Linked DNA regions of Mus musculus: all the other regions are linked to region 1. A link is a contact called in public Hi-C and promoter capture Hi-C data. All regions are on one chromosome and are shown on one strand. Each heading gives the region's core, a stretch centred on a gene start, on an enhancer-like site or on the middle of the called end of the contact. The rest is flanking DNA. Distances are from core to core; before and after follow the strand shown.

Region 1 (3,468 bases), core at 945-3,444:
CTTGGGAAGTAAGAAGGGAAAATGACTGTGGGTGGCATCCGGGGCAGGAAGGTAAGTTTACCTGGTGTGTGGTTCAGAACAGCTCCCAAGTACAGCTCAATGCAGCTGCTCATTCAAGCTCTACCACTGGGGAAAGTCGCCCATGCAGGCAGGATAAAACCTCTCTTGTCCCCTGACTTTTCCAGCTGCTGGTAGATAATCCCAAGCCCTCCCATCACACACAGCCTCAAACACATTCTCAGTCCAATCACTGCAGTCCCCAGTGCTGAATAATACCAGGAATGTGACCCTGGCATAGAGAGAAATCTATCCTTCCACAGCCTTTGCCACCTGATCAGGCTGTGTCCACATCATCCTTCCTTACCTCTCTTGTGCCCAGACCTCAGCATCCACAGTCAGGAAGGATGGAGAGCTGGGCGAGGGCTTGCATGACTGGGAGGCTTCACACATAGCACATGATAGACACACTGTGGGTGCTAGGGAGGCTACATCACAGCATCTCCTAAGTGCTGTTTATCACCAGAGCAAGAACCCACATGGGAGAATGAGCGGGGTAGCAGGTGGTAATAATTTTACCAAGACAACAATCAGGGGGTGTATTAGTTAGGGTTGTACTGCTGTGAACAGACACCATGACCAAAGCAAGTCTTATTAAAGACAACATTTAATTGAGGCTGGCTTACAGGTTCAGAGGTTCAGTCCATTATCGTCAAGGTTGGAGCATGGAAACATCCAGACAGGCATGGTGTAGGCAGAGCTGAGAATTCTACATCTTCATCTGTAGGCCTCTAAGAGAAGACTCCCTTCCAGGCAGCTAGGGTGAGGGTCTTAAGCCTATGCCCACAGTGACACACCTACTCCAACAAGGCCACACCTCCTAGTAGCGTCCTTCCCTGGGACAAGCATATACAAACCATCACAGAGGGTTACCCATTTGGGACAATTGGGGAGAAGAGCCACAGAAGTGCCTGAGCAGTGTAGATTGATCCAGGAGCCAATTCTCCCCAGCATCTGTGCTTCTGGTTATCCCTTTGCTAGAAAGTCTCATTTTAACCTTAACCTTCCCAATTATCAATGTCTTGCTTGGGGTTTCTAGTCCTATGATAAACACCATGACAAAAAACAGCCGAGGGAGGAAAGGGTTTATTTCAGATTGCAACTCTCAGGTCACGCTCCATCACGGAGGGAAGTCAGGACAGAAACTGAAGCAGAGGCCATGAAGGAATACTGCTCACTGGCTTGCTCCCCCTGGCTTGCTTAGCCTGCTTGCTTATACAAGTCAGGACCACCTACCCAGGGAAGGTACCACCCCACAGTGGTCTGGGCCCTCCCACATCAGTCATTAATCAAGATAATATCCCCATAGACTTACCTATAGGCTAGTATTATGGATGCAGGTTCTTAATCAAGGTTACTTCTTTTCAGATGACTCTAGTTTTTGTGAGTTTGACCAAAAAATCCTAATCCTGATGCCAGATATAAACAGCTCCTTAGATGATTCTGCATCTGGTATGCAGCTGACATTCGCTTTTTTTCCCCCTCTGAGTTAGATGGGTGTTTTGTTGTTGATGATGATCAGACAGAACCCTGTTTTCTTTTCCAGAGGCCCTCAGCTAGGGCATCCTGCTCTGAGACTGCTTAGGCAGCATCTACAGCAGTCAGATACCATCCATTCCTGTAGAATTTAAGGGCTTTGGAGACTGGCCAGATAAAACGCAAAATCTACACTTCTCTGAAGTCACGGCTACAGTATACCTCATCCCTCAGAGATGGCCGCCTCCTGCTTTTGCCTTTGTACTCTGGAAAGGTGAAATGGTTTGAAGTTTAACCAGCAAAGAGCTGAAGCATCATTATGGCCCCGATGCTCTACCTGAAATGCAAAAAGGTTAGCAAGAATTTCCCTAAGCTCCCAGTAGATCTAAATAGACACTGCTGAATTCTTCCTTCTTCTTAACTGAAGAGCCCCCCTGAGGGAGTAGGAGGCAAGGGAGCCAAAGAATAAATGGGACGAGTGCTTGCTGGAAGGAACTGAGGTTATTAGTAAATATGTACACAGGGAAATATGGTAGATTTAACTGTGCCTGTCAGTCATCCAGACTACTATTTATTTTTAAACAGAAGAGCAGAGAAGATAATAAACATGAAACGGTTAGTAGTCGATGAAACAGTTGGGGCTTGCTTTGCATCATGGGTAATCCCAGTGTGTCTCTTGTTGCTTAACTCATAGTTAAGAGCATTTTGAGCGGCTAGCCCTGGCCTTTTGACTAGAATGGTGGTTTTCTTTTGAGCTGTATTTTCGCTGTAAGAAACAGAAGGAAAAGTCTGGTGTGGAACGAGAGTAGACACGTGGGAGGCAGTGATGTCGACAGCCCTCTGTTGGCTGACAGCTCTGCCGCTCCTGGAATATAAAAAGAAATTCCAGGGCATGTCTGCAGGAAGAAGCACAACTCTCCCAGTGGCTGCTTTTTCATCACAGGAAGCAGCTCCTGCTTTGCGGGTGGTGGTCTGTGGGGACAGTCCTTCTTCTCACTGTTTAAGTCAGCAGGCAGTTATTATGTATCTGCAATCACTGTTGCAGATGGAGGTTTTGTTGTTGTTGTTCTGTTTGTTTTAACTACACTTCAGCAAGTAGTGTCTACACAGGTCAAACGGGCTCCATCGGATAAGATCTGGAAAGCCAGGCAGGACCAGGGAAAGTCTTGTGCCTGAGGAGGTGACCTTGGGAAGATGTGCGCATTGGGCTGGAGACAGCAGGAGGTAGACTGGGGAAGTTCGACGTTGCTGATCTGTTCTTCATTGTGACCATAACCAATCCTTTGCATGAAGATGCTTATGATACCCAGGCTTTGTAAAGTGAGGAAGCATCATGGGCAAACTCAGATGAGACCTGTCTCATTTCAAAGGGACTTTGCAGTTCCCTGTGGACCACAAAAACCCACAGAGATAAGTGCAGCAATGGCCCTGCGTGCATCACAACCATACGTCGTTAACAACAGCTCTTTCTGTTTCCTGCCTTCTGTCTTACAATTTTACCTTCTTTCCCTGGCAAACTGAAAGGCACATGATATGGCTGAGCTTGGCAGAGGACAGGAAGGCCTACACAGCTCACGCTTTCTCACCCCTCCTCACCCCCGGCCAAGTGCTAGGACCTGGTTGTTTAAAGAAAAGTGTCTCTCCCTCTCCAGACGGGACTTTATGTCCACCTCCCCTCTCCATGCTGATTGCATGGACTTTTACAGGTCTTGTGTGTGACGTCACAACTGCTGTGAGTTTATATGCGCAGCTGCCCTGCCGCACCAAGAAACAATGCTTCCTGAGTCATCTACTATCTTTGGCTCTTACCCTCTTTACTCCCCTCTTCTTCAGTGACCCCTGGCCTTTAGGAAAGGGGTACACTACATATCTTCCATTTAGGGCTGAGGATCTTTCAGTCTCTTATTCTCCATGCCACGTCCAGTTGTGAGTCTT
Region 2 (3,349 bases), core at 393-2,892, 150 kb after region 1:
ATACACCTTTGGAGCCAGCCTTCAAATTCAAAGGGTGGTGTCTATAGTCTGTGAAAACAAACTGCCATTTTCACGATGACATTTACCTTGCTTTTTTTTTAATGGTTATGTGGATGAATTGAGCCTGTTTCCAATGGCAACATCTCCAAGTCTCAGGAACAGCAATTTTACATCAATTTACTATTAATAGAAAACAGAACAGCAAGCAGACAGAGCAAGCAACTTAGCGCCTACTACGGCTAGCAGGCTGGTGAGCAAGTGGGTGAGCATGCCATTTGCAAGGATGCTGCTGCTTCGATGGGTGAGGTTATATAGCACCAAGCCCTCTGATGAATATCACACACAATGACCTTGTAGGAACAGAGTCTTTGAGCTAAAATCAGCTTTGGAAGACAGCTGGAATTCATTATTTCAAAGAGAAAGAAACTCAGTCCCAAGAAAGGGAGTTTACTGAAGGTCATTTGACTAGAACAGGGTAGAGCCGTGGCCAGAGGCAGGATATAGACCTCTTAGTCTGAGATCTCTTTCAACTTAGGATTTCCCTCTTCCAGTTGTCAGTTCGTGTGTGTGTGTGTGTGTGTGTGTGTGTGTGTGTGTGTGTGTGTGTTATATGTATACTATATATACAGCAGAAATCAGCAAGTTGAGGAAGTTTAAAAAAAACAAGCAAACAAATCCCTCTATTTTCATGCCTTACTACCTGTTACATTGTGGGTGCAGATGTGTGTGTGTGTGTGTGTGTGTGTATTAAAAATCTCTTGTGCTGAATACCAAAACTTTACCAACCTGATCTACCCACAGGAAAGCTGAGACCAGCAACTAAGGTTAAACAGGGTTCCTGTCTATCACTGAGAATGGGAAGCAATGTGGCAAGCCTGCATCTGCCAAGTCAATACAGAAAGAGAAAGCAAACCACACCTAGGGACTGTATGTGGAAGGGGACTTAATACAGAGAAACTGACTGAGGCCATATGGTAGACTCCCACGAATGACCCCAGAATGCTGTAGAACTGAGCGGTCTGGAACCCTGCCACACCTATTCCAACTAAAAAGGTACAAAACCAAGAGATCAAGACGCTTATCTTGGAAGTCCTGAGTATAAGGGGGGAAAAAGGCCTCCCAACTGAGGTGCAGGACCAAACAGGAGTCAGTGGGCCGCGATTCCATGGCTCCTGCATGACTGCATGCCACTCACAGGTCTGGAGAATGAACACTGGACCACTTCCAGGGTGGGAAGGAAACAAACTCCACTTATGCCTATGCCTGATCTGGGTCCATAAAAAGGCAACTAAAAGATGCCCCTGCCCAGTTTCCACCATCTAGTTTCCAATGCCTACATCCTGTTTGTGGGATCTAATCGGCATTCACAACATAACAGGCGGTAAGACACGAAAATAGAGGGATCTGCTAGCTTGTGTTTTCAGCTTCCTGATTTCTGCCTTACAGAATATACAGTAAGTTGAAGGAGGAACAGGGGAAAGACTTAGGAGGCAGAAGGATGGTCTTGCAAGTCTGATGACCCGAGTTGGGTCTCAGAATCCATGTAAAAATCCAGATGCAGGGGCTGAAGCCTATGTTCCCTGCACTACCGAAGTGAGAGGGAGGCAGGGGCGGGAGAATTGGCTGGCTGCTCAAAAAGCACAGAAAGCTCTGAGTAACCGAATGTCTGGAGGCAAACTCCAAGAACTGTCTAACCCCACTGCAAAGGGAAGCTCAAGGGGCCAAGCCAGCCACAGAGCAATGGGCAGAATGAATTAAAAGGTTTAGGCCAGTAGCTTATAACTAGGCAATTCAGTCTTTTTCTAATGCAGAGAAACAACTGCACATACAAATTGAGATGTCAGTTTCATATTGCTTGCAACACACACACACACTAAACATTAAGAGAATCAGAGTGTTGCTGATAAAATAAAGGTGGAAAAAACTTTCTCAGGGAGTTCAGTGAAGCCTTCAACTGGAGGAGTGCAGAGTCCCAGAAGGACCTCCAGGGACACATGGTTCAGTGAAACAAAGTGATTTTACAATGTACAGTGTGGTGATGCTCACTGAAGAAAAGAACACCTTCAATGCAGGAAGGACTTTATGGGCTACAAGCCAGCTACTCGGAAGGACTAACCAGGGGAACTGCCCACTGGTCCACACCCCTTCCTAGGCTCTTAGACTCACAAACATATTAAGGATGTGAAAGGCCAGGGTAGGGAGAAGAGTTCTAAAACATCACTGGAAGAAATTTCCGGAGACAGGAGCATGCCTATTATCCACTGCTGAGCACCAGAATGGCCTTGACCTGTTGCATGCTCTCTAATCAATGAGAGGTCAGAGCTAATGACAAGCTAACTTAACTTACAACCAGGAGCTTGGAGTGAAAAAAAAAAATCCAGGAAAATAATTTCTTTGTGGATGAGTCGGGGAGCCCTCCTGCACTGAAATGAGCCTGTTAAGCTCTCGGAGTGGACGTGGGAGAGGAGGACACAGATTTCCTTTGACCAGAAGAGCCACATCGAAGATAAATCTGGGGAACAGAGCCTTTGAAGTCCTGGCCAAGAGGAGCTACCTGCAAGGGCAGTGATCTGGTTGCAGCGGGGAACCAAGAATGGAACCCATTGTCTGCAGGCAGCAGCAACACCAGCACTGAGGGCAAGTGAACTAGGGTGTGTCTGCTGGTTAAGGCCTCTATCACAAAGGGCCCCAAACTGTGCAATGTAAAACAAGAAATGTGTTTCACAGATGTGGAAGCTAGGAGGCCCAGATCAGAGTGTGAGGAGGGCCTGCCTCTATGAGGAATTTTTCCAGACCTCTTTCAAATGCCTGCCAGCTGCCCACAAACCCAGGTGTCTGCTCACTTGTAACTAAATGACTGTCTTTTCACATGGCCTTCCTCCTGGCGCTCTCCTCTGCGTACCAATGCCTGTGTTCTTAGGAATATCACTCATTGGGTATAGGGCCTATCCTAATCCAAGAAGACTTCCCTTTTAGCTTAATTACATCTGCAAAGATCTTGTTACCAAATAATGTCACATCCTAAGATACTGGGCTCTAGAGCTTCCACCTATCTTTGGAGGAAAGAGAATTGAACCCACAACACAGGGAGAATGAGGACACGCAGGAGAAGAGCCATCTGTAACTAGTGTGAGAATACAAGGTCACCATGGTGACCACTGTAATTCTGTCATCTCTCTTCCTTCCTCCTGCCCTGGGCTTGGGAAGCCAAGTCAGCAAGGGGAAGCAAGCTAGGAAGGGAGGGAGCAGGTCAATAGCCACACAGCAGACCCCAAAGCAGATGGCTAGCAGGCTGTAGGTGGAATTTCAGGCCAATGAGATATACTATAAGAAAAGGAGGAGGAGGAGG
Region 3 (3,373 bases), core at 723-3,222, 200 kb before region 1:
ATGCTGGTCTTCTTCAATGCCCAGGTCGTAATGATCCTGTTCAGTGACATAGCCATGTCTGCCATCTAAAGCTCCAGAGGGCTTTGTAAATTACTAGTCAGACAACCAATGCCATGTCATGTCTTGAACTCTGGGTGTCCAAGAAGTTTCACTCTCATAGAGTGGTCAAGATCATGCTGGGTGAGTATATGTCCCCATAAGGCTCCAGATGAGGTCACCTCAAGGTTGCAGTGCCCTCCAAAAGTGTCTGGGGTAGGGAGACTTGGCAGTACCTGAGTCTAGTTGACCCAGGCAGATCTGTCTTAAGAGCCCCTGTAAATGGAGTCCAGGAAGAAAATGCTCAGTGTAACTGAAGTGGCCCACAGGCTTTCAGCAAGAAGTTCACCCCATCCCACCCCTTTAAACTAATCAACAAACAAAAGTGGGTGGGGCACTTGTTGGGCAGTCACACTGGGATGGCATCCCCGGTGGTGGTGGGGATATAACATATACTTTAAATCAAGTAGAAAATGTGACATGAGTGCATATCATGATCCTTTAACATTTATTATTCACTGTACATGAGGTCCTCTTCCGATGTGGAGGCCCCCAGGACCTCGCTGCTGTTCCAGAGTCACTCCTGATCATTTTCAAATGGACTATGTCCTTTTTAGCCATGTTTTTCAAATCGTGCCGCTCCCAATGAGAACACTTTCCGTTTTGCTCTATAATGAGAGTACTTTCATTCCTTTAATGTTTGCTTTTTTTCCCTTTGATCTAACAATTTCTGTTCAAATTTCACAGTTTTTCTGTAGCTTTAGGAATGAAAGAACCGATTACCCTGCTGGGAGCGTGAAACGGATTTTAAAAAATATATATCTGCATGACATTTCCTTCCAGTAAAATTAATTTAGGTTTAAATACAGGAGGATGGCACACACCGGCTCCAGTCCCTTTCTCCGGTACACCTAGGCAATTCCTTATCCTTAAAGGATTCAGTCGCACCTGCTGCAGAGTCAGTCTTTTGTGAAGATCCTACCAAGGGGCAGAGAACCACTTTCTTTGTGTAAGACCGATGCCACCTTTGGGATGTCTCTATTTCTTTTAGCACCGGTCTCAGAAGCATAGTGGACTTTGGGGGCACTGTCCCTGCCAGTGTCTGGGGTACTTAAGTGTAGCTAGATCAGCTCTCTCTGCTTTAGGAGACGCTTCTTGTGGCAGGGCAGGGACCTTCGGTTCCTGACCAACAAAGGACAAATTAAAGGGTGATGGGAAGGGCGCTTCCCAGCCTTGGTGGCATCCTGGCCTGCTCCAAACCCGCACGTAATCCTTAGAGACCTTGTCTTCTCCTTCTGGAAGTACCCCCACCCCTGCACCCCCTCCCCCGAGCTGTGTGGCTGATCCAAACCTAGAGCTTGCTGCCAGTCCCACCACCTTCCTCCTACGACCCCTCCATCCCCTTCTAATTCGGGAAGCAGCACTGTACACTGCTGCCCGGCCCGCCTCGCGTCCCTGGCGGCGTGCCCAACACCTCGGGGCAGGCTCCGAGTCCTGATGGTCTCCACCCCTTGGTCTGCAGCCTCCCCCTGCAGCCAGGGTTGCAGGAGCTGTCAAGCCGGCCGAGCGGATTCAGCCCGGAGCGCCGGCGTTCCTCTCCTTCCTTTGTGTGCGCGCGCGAGCCGAGTTGGGGAGGAGGGAGAAGGGGGAGGTCGCTGTCTATCTGTCTCCCCCGCCTTTGCCCGGGCCGCTCGAAGTGCGGCGGCGGGAGAGGCTGGATCCCTAGAGTCAGTGCCGGGAGCCGAAGGGCGCCCAGGTTCCAGTCGCGCGCAGGGAGCGGGCCCGCGGCGGGGACAGCGGGGACGCCGAGAGAGGTGGTCCCATCCTCCTGGCCGGCCGCCTTGGCCTCGCTGTGCCCCTGCCACCTCGACGCCCGCAGCGGAGTGCGCCCAGGCGCCGAGAGGGACGGCGAGCACGAATAAATAGCGGCGGCGGCAGCGCGTCATCTGGCGGAGCAGGAAGTACAGGCAGAGTCCGGAGGCCGGTGCTTCCCGCGCGTCCCCAGGACTTTGCCATGGGCTGGGGGCCGCGCGGGCTGCGAGCAGCCGGCCGAGGGCAGCGGCGACGCCGCCCGCACCAGGACTGAGAGAGCGGTGACGCGCGGCGCCGAGATGGCAGCATCCAGCAACTCTAGTCTGTCCGGCTCCTCCGTGTCCTCTGGTGAGTTTCAGCGCGCGGGCGCCCGTGCTGGGATGGAGAGTCTACCTGTGGCCGTCCCTCCCGCTCTAGGAGAGCGTGGCGCGGGACACGAGCGTCACTGGGACACTTGTTAAGGTGGTCAACACCTTTGCGTCTGAGCGGTGACAGTGTAGTGGTGGGACTCGGTGGTGTCCTAGGCGTGCGGACCTGGAGTCTGGGGCTCCTGGCGAGCAGTAGCTGCCAGCAGCCTTGCACTTTCTGCACAGCTGGAACAGGGGCAGAAGGCGCAGGGAAGCTGAGGGCACAGCTGGGCTCGGGACCTGTCTGCCTTGGTGCCAGAAACCTTGGATACTCAGAGCCAAAGAAGGGTGCAAACCCCAGCTCCTTGCAGACTCGGATTTCTTTGTTTGTTTCAGAAATTAGCTCCTTGGAGACACTCGCTTGGGGTATGGGTTTGAGAGAGCAGCCAGGACGAAAATGTGTCTTGCTCATCTGACTGAAGTGGGATAGTGGAATGGAGGTTGAGCCCAGCCTCTGACTCCTGGCGTGTTTAGTGTGTGTGTGTGAGTGTGTGTGTGTGTGTGTGTGTGTGTGTGTGTGTGTAGGGACAGACAGAGACAGAGAGACTGTGAGACAGACACAGAGAACATGTGTGCGCGCGGGAGGGGGGCGGTGGGGGCTGTAATTTTACTTTCAAGGCTTCTTTTTTTTTCAGTGTTAAATGTGGCTGGGTGAAAGAAGGGCTTTCAAGCTTTTCTATGGTTGATCAGCAGGTCTAATTGAACAGAAAAAAATGATAATGAATGTGAATGCATAAGAATCAATGGAGGCAGCCCCTCTGGTTTCTGAACATGACAGGTTTCTAATCAGACTGATGCATTAGGTACAGTTCTACTACCCCTTTGGTCACTGAAAACTTTAATAAGAAACCCTGAAGGGATGGCTGGTAAGACATTTGGCATGGTATACAGAACTCAAGGGTCCAAGACAACAGTCTTCAAGTCCTGGTGGGAATGCTCAGTGTGTTACTACTGTATGGTGTCCACAATTGAGTTCCTTTTATTTATTCTCCAAAAATTAAATCCGGAGTGGAGAAGAGATGCAGCACTGGCAGGAAGGCAGGCATTAAAAGGAATCATAGCTATGGATGTGTAACTAATCAGATTGTAGACACAAGGTGACTGTGACCAGTGTAGGT

The links. Promoter capture Hi-C pulls out the DNA fragments that hold promoters and counts their contacts. A called contact is a pair of places that touch in the nucleus more often than the background predicts.
Region 2: a contact with region 1 is called in a Hi-C map of cerebral cortex, with 3 times the contacts expected there. The contact joins two enhancer-like sites. A contact is called at or near these places in 17 of 484 Hi-C or Micro-C datasets (the 63-12 cell line, brain, cerebral cortex and 9 more).
Region 3: a contact with region 1 is called in a promoter capture Hi-C map of liver, with 7 times the contacts expected there. The contact joins the promoter of Chn2 here to the enhancer-like site in region 1. A contact is called at or near these places in 16 of 39 promoter capture datasets (the 3T3-L1 cell line, the HPC-7 cell line, cranial neural crest and 8 more), 39 of 484 Hi-C or Micro-C datasets (the AML12 cell line, the AtT-20 cell line, CD4 T cells and 24 more), 24 of 115 datasets of contacts at active chromatin or transcription factors (bone marrow-derived macrophages, craniofacial prominence, differentiating embryonic stem cells and 15 more) and 3 of 9 other capture datasets (adipose tissue, liver and pancreatic islet).

What each region holds. Positions count from the first base shown.
Region 1 is chr6:54,240,142-54,243,609 of GRCm38.p6, forward strand. All of the region lies in intron 6 of Chn2 (chimerin 2), which reads left to right. Among named protein-coding and RNA genes, the nearest start is that of Gm15527, 13 kb to the right of the region's middle. Within about 2 kb of position 2,195, at least 16 of the 459 cell types and tissues checked have an H3K27ac peak or open chromatin away from gene starts, as enhancers often do. A contact at or near this core is called in brain, cerebral cortex, forebrain and 3 more, where this site is marked.
Region 2 is chr6:54,386,364-54,389,712 of GRCm38.p6, forward strand. The region is part of intron 3 of 9130019P16Rik (RIKEN cDNA 9130019P16 gene); the gene reads right to left. Among named protein-coding and RNA genes, the nearest start is that of Wipf3, 42 kb to the right of the region's middle. Within about 2 kb of position 1,643, at least 22 of the 459 cell types and tissues checked have an H3K27ac peak or open chromatin away from gene starts, as enhancers often do. A contact at or near this core is called in brain and cerebral cortex, where this site is marked.
Region 3 is chr6:54,037,960-54,041,332 of GRCm38.p6, forward strand. Chn2 (chimerin 2) reads left to right here and starts at 1,973. Exons shown (of 13, transcript NM_001163640.1): 1 at 1,973-2,196. The coding sequence starts at 2,148.